Regions from separate parts of the Mus musculus genome. Here region 1 is linked to region 2. A link is a contact called in public HiChIP or PLAC-seq data. All regions are on one chromosome and are shown on one strand. The core of a region is the stretch at or near the end of the contact, and the rest is flanking DNA. Distances in the headings are between cores, read along the strand shown. Region 1 has its middle 120 kb from the start of Gm41259. Region 2 has its middle 74 kb from the start of 5430437J10Rik.

What was found. HiChIP or PLAC-seq counts read pairs in DNA pulled down with a chosen protein or histone mark.
Region 1: an H3K4me3 HiChIP or PLAC-seq map of bone marrow-derived macrophages shows a contact between it and region 2, with 4 times the contacts expected there. The contact joins two enhancer-like sites. A contact is called at or near these places in 2 of 15 datasets of contacts at CTCF or cohesin (CD8 T cells and pro-B cells), 5 of 484 Hi-C or Micro-C datasets (bone marrow-derived macrophages and uterus) and 3 of 115 datasets of contacts at active chromatin or transcription factors (Th17 cells, bone marrow-derived dendritic cells and bone marrow-derived macrophages).

What each region holds. Positions count from the first base shown.
Region 1 is chr15:5,926,597-5,929,296 of GRCm38.p6, reverse strand. No RefSeq gene overlaps it. Among named protein-coding and RNA genes, the nearest start is that of Gm41259, 120 kb to the left of the region's middle. Within about 2 kb of position 1,331, at least 15 of the 459 cell types and tissues checked have an H3K27ac peak or open chromatin away from gene starts, as enhancers often do. A contact at or near this core is called in bone marrow-derived macrophages, where this site is marked.
Region 2 is chr15:5,421,049-5,424,000 of GRCm38.p6, reverse strand. It overlaps the pseudogene Gm46496. Among named protein-coding and RNA genes, the nearest start is that of 5430437J10Rik, 74 kb to the left of the region's middle. Within about 2 kb of position 1,395, at least 3 of the 459 cell types and tissues checked have an H3K27ac peak or open chromatin away from gene starts, as enhancers often do. A contact at or near this core is called in bone marrow-derived macrophages, where this site is marked.

The DNA.
Region 1 (2,700 bases), core at 82-2,581, 510 kb before region 2:
GTATGTAGAAACAGGTTTTGGCTATGACTCAGAATTTCAAGCAGCAAAAGTAAAAGTCAAGACAGAGAACAAATTGAAAGGTTTGTGCAGGGTCCAGAGAGATGGCCCAGTTCTTAAGGGCACAGACTACTCTGCCAGAGAACCTGAGTCTACTAGTGCCCATATCAAGTAGCTCACATGTTTGACCACTGGAGATACATACACATGCACATGCATTAACCATGAACATATATTACACACACACACACACACACACACACACACACACACACACACACACACATAATTTAAAAATAAAACAATAAAGCTTTTATACCTCAAGGTATACATCAACAAAGCAAAGAGTCACTGTGAGCCTACAAATGGTATTTTATATTATTCATTTTGTAAAATATTAATATCCAAAGCATAGAAAGAACCCAAGTAACATAGGAAGGAATCATCCATTGAAAAGGGAACAAAGGATCTGAGGAAAAAAAAAAAAACTTGGAAGACTTACAAGTTGCCAACAGGTATCTGAAAACTACACAATACTGCTAATCACCAGGCAAATGCAAATCAGAGCCACAATGAGTTCTAACTTCATTGCAGTGAGAATGGCCAGTGTCAAAAAGACAAAGTACTGGTTAAGATGCAGAGGACAAAGGAATCCTTTCACATTGTTGGTAGAGATATCAAAACAAATACACAGGCTTTTCTCAAAAACAGAACAACCATGTCATCCAATAATCCCTCTACAGGCATGTAACCAAAGAGAGTGAAATCAGCATGCTAGAGACACATCTGCACTCCCGGACTTATGGTGGAAGTATTAATGACATCCAACATACAAAATTCACCTACATGTCCACCAGTGAAGAAATAGATAAGTAAATGAAATCACATCATTTGTCACAATAGGAATGAGCCCAGAAGACATTATATTAAAGGAAATGATTTAAGCAAAGAAAGGAAATCAGTGCATCTCTAACTCAGATTTGGCTGATATGAACCAGACTAACTGAGATGACACTCTGTGCACATCGGGGTAGCCGAAAACAAAATGGACTGTGCTAAAGTGCTGGTAAGCTAAAGAATTCTTACACATTTCTGGGAAGCTTCTAACACACACACACACACAAGCACACCACCCACTCACTTACCCTTAGCCATTCCTAAAGATTAAACCTGGAATTACTATATGACTCAGTAACTCTGAAAACATATTCTCATAGATAAAAACTGAAACAGTACAAATACGAAAGAACTGGCAAATCAACAAACACAGTGTGGAGAGAAGACAGATCAGGGAAGTGGAAGTAGATTAGGGGATCCCGTGACCTCATCAGTCTGCAGTGTGTGGGAGGGAGAGCATAGGAGGGAGAAACATAACACCCTATGCAATGTTGGAGCCAAGTCAGTGGAGAGTAGTCCCTGATAAGGCATACACAACAGTGAATTTTCAGTGACAAATTCTAGGTGACAAATGTAAAGTGGGTACTCTTCTCTGGCGAAGGACACCTAGGGTTGTATGTAGTTCAAGTGGGGAGAATGTAAGTTACCCAAAAAAAGCCAGTTAAAATCAAATGGAAAAACACATCTATCCTACATCTGCCTTTTATTTCTGGTTGTATGGGATATGCATTGAAACCATACCCTGGCTTCTCTTTCAGGGCATACAGCCTTCCTCACTGAATGTTAAGGCATTACGAAAAAAACAAAACAAAACAAAAAGTCTTATATTTCGTGTACAGATATTCCCCATTGATGTTAGCCCTTGGTGTAGGTAGAACAAAGGAAAAAAAAAAGCAGACCAAAGATATAACTTCCTCTCTTCCAGTCTTCTATATTTCCATCTTTCAGGACTAGAATTTTTCTCTATCTCTTTAAATTCTAATTAGTTTTAATTGGGAATTTATTCAAAATTAACGTGACTTTCTTCGCTTAAATATAATATACTTTCTGGTACATGATGCAAAGATGTGCGTTGAACATTGACTATTTCTAAACTGTGAGCAAAAACAGAAGAAAAGGAGCCAATGTTTGGAAGATGATTTCAGGCTAGGCATGGTAGAGCACACATGTAATACCAACACTGGGGAATCAGAGGACCAGAACTTTGCTACATACCAAGTGCAAGGACAGCCTCAGATACTGGACACTGTCTCCAGAAAAGAAAGGGGAACTTAGTGTAGAAGGGCTATGCTTACAATAGATGTTAAAAGTGAATAAAATAGACACATGGTTTTATTTATAGGCACATACAAGTACCTCAAGGGTCTGAAGGAGATGGGAAGGTTTCAAGCATCTTTTAGAAGCTGAAGGATTGAAGGTGTATTTCAGGGTTTCCAATAATTAAATTCTGCTAAATCTTACTTCTGGGAAAATATCATTAAAAGACCAAATATAGTAAGAGTTGACTTTCTCCTCACTGATGGAAAACAGATCTTTTTAGAGGAAAAGAAAGTGTATTTAAGGTTATTTTCTGAACATGTACTTAGACACTGGACAGAAGCAGTTTCTAATGAAAGCAACACTGCAAAGCTTGTGGGGTGGTTGGTGTGAAAGACTGCATACTGACAGCTTGTCATCATGTCCTCAGGGTCTCATAAAGTCTTCAGAGTCACCTCAGTCTAGACGATAGACTACTGGACGAATCCAAGAGACTAGTGCTACCTTGAAGTTTTAATTTATTTAATTTTTACATTTATGTATTTTACT
Region 2 (2,952 bases), core at 146-2,645:
TCTTTTCTCATCATGATTCAATAAAACTTAAACCAAACAACAACAAACAAACAAACAGCTAACTCCACAGTTTGCAGCAACCTGTTTGGAGTATGGTTGGCTGGCTTTTGATCTTTGCTTTGTCCCCATCCTTATCTTGCTCTGGTACCATTCACACTAGCATCTTTCTAAAAAGATGATCTGGAACAAACAGATGATGCAGAACAATTAAAACGGATGTGAAACCTGGAGGTCACACCTGATTGCCATTAATGCTGGTCCTGTGAAACCCTAATCACTCCCACCGACTTTGTGGACAGATAAAGGTAAAGAACTTTCCCGTGAAGGTACCACTGCCTAAGCAAACAGAGCATCTCTAGTGTGGCTGCTGCCATATACTCTGAGCCTCCTCTTTATCCCCTAAAGAACGAGTGCTGAAATCTTTATTCACAAAAAAAAAAACAAAAAAACAAAAACAAAAAAAAACAAAAAAAAACAAAAAAAAAAAAAACCCAACTCTTTCATTGTTTATGAGGACCATGTTTGCCAGGTACTTCAAAATCTCAGATATAAACCCTCGCACCCTTTCCCGTCCTAATAGCATGACACGAATCAATAGTTAATTCATATAAAAATATACAACCTGATATGCAGAAATGGGAGAGCTGGATGTAATTGGAGTGCCCCATTAGCACAAGGGCAAGTTCTGCTGGTCCTCTCAGATGTACAGTTGCAATAGGTTGATTTAGAGGACATTCTGCCAAAGGCAAGGAACACATTACGTGGCATTTGATGACATTTCTAGTCTTATAAATCTGATTGTTGGTTCCATGCCCCTAAGAGGTGTGAAATTAAAAGGAAGTCTCATTAGATCAACAAACTTGATTTTTTTTTCCTGGAAAGCATAGTTTTAAGGCTGAGACATTACTTTGTTAATGATCATGCTGTTTTCATCATGATGGATAATTGTGATTGAGGGATCTAGAGAAAAATATTTCGCCATTGTTTCTGCTAAAAATCTATGTAGGACATAAATATTCCTGACACTTTCCTTGAAGTAATAATAATCTCCCATGCAGAATTGCCATTGTTGTCTATCCAGTAGGTTATACTAAGAACCCTGCTCTACATTAGATGAGGTGCTATGATCTAAAGTTCAAGCATGGATTGGCGGCACTCACCTTAATCCCAACACAGGTGCAAGGGGATCTCTATAAGTTTTGAGATCTGCTTGGTTTATATAGTGAGTTTCAGCTTGGCCAAGGATACAGTGAGATCCTACCTTTAGAAATAATTAAAGAAGGAAGAAAAAAAAGAATACTGTAAATGCATTAGTCACCTTCTTAAAATGACCTCATGTGTCACACACTGAGCTTCTGCCAGTTGATCTGTTTTCCATAACACATCATGGACAGAGCTTCTGATCAGCCCCTGCTGGGACTTGGAGCAAGCAAAGGCCTAGGCATTATAAAGTGTGTCATGGTCTAAAGTCTCTTAGAGAAGCATCTCTCAGAGGATCCACAAGTATATTAACATTGACTGTTGAGCTGTCATAGGATTGACCTCAAGTCTATGTCATTCATAAGGTCTGAGTACAGACTGAGGTGAGCCTGATTCAATCCAAAAAGAATAAAACTCCATTCTGAGTCCCATTCAATGTTTTCTGACTTCTAATCAAGTTCACATGCCAAAGGCATTCCTTTGGCTCTTATGCTGAAAGGAAATTGTGGTATGTTCCTGAATTTCCTTTATTAATAGCTGGGTCACACCTAATAGGTGAACACAGTAAAGATTTGATTAATCCCTTAAAGTCGCATTACCCTTAGTGTAGCCAGAGTCAGCAGATATTTGAAAGGTAGCTTTTTTTTATCCCTAAGTTCTAATAATGCGTTATAAAGTATAAATTAACACCAAACTTTCAGAGCTGAGTTTTCAGTCTTGATGTAGATTGCTTTGTAGTGAAATAGATATAGATAGATATAGATATAGATATAGAATAGATGATATATATAGATACAGATACAGACAGAGATACAGATAGAGATAGAGATACAGATATATCTTTTTTCCTGCTTGCCTGTTCCATGGTCCATCATTGCCAATTGAAGTTCTGCTTTCTCTGATTCAATAAGATTTTTGATTCTAGCTAAATAATTAATAGCAAAGAAAAAGGAAATTCAGTATTAAACATGTGTTGTGGGTGCAAATTCCCTTGGCTCTTTTCACGTCATCATTCATCATCATAATTTTGGGGAGAGATATAATGAACACTAGTTTACAGTTAGAGATAGGTAGTCTGTGCCTACTAAGTGATAATGACAGATATAATTGCAGGGTCTCCGTTCTCCAGTGGAAGAAGCTGCCTTTACTACATCAGTACATACAGTACATACAGTATGGTGTTTCTTTCCATTCAAGTAACCATCAGGGTGGCCCAAAGGTGATCCCTATGCCAGGGAGGGAAAGTGGAAGGGGCTTAAAAGCCCACCAGCCTGATTTTGAATAAAGTGCCTGTAACTAGATGCATTACCTTAAGCAATATCCCTTAGTCTATTTGTGGCTTAATTTCCTCATGTATTAAAGAGGATACAATCTTCAAGGAGTAATTGAAATTAGGAAAGGACACTGTGAAAGCATCTAACATCATAGCTAATGGTTAATAAATTTTAGTTTGCATTCTTCCTTTAAAAAAAAAAACAATTAGTTCAATAAATATATTTGTCTAAAAACACGTTGGGGCCATTCAAGAAGCAAATGGAGGATGAAGAAAAGGAAAGTATCAGGCAGGTGAAGACTCCATGGTAAGCAAAAGGGGAGCAGTGTGTCACAGGTGGGGCGAGGGTGTAGAAGGAAACAGAATAGATGGACTTTCAAACCAAACTTCTGTTTGAAAAATCTTATGAACATTGTTCTGATAAATAGAGATCTCATCACACTTGCCTTGACAAATATACAACACTCACTAATCTGTAG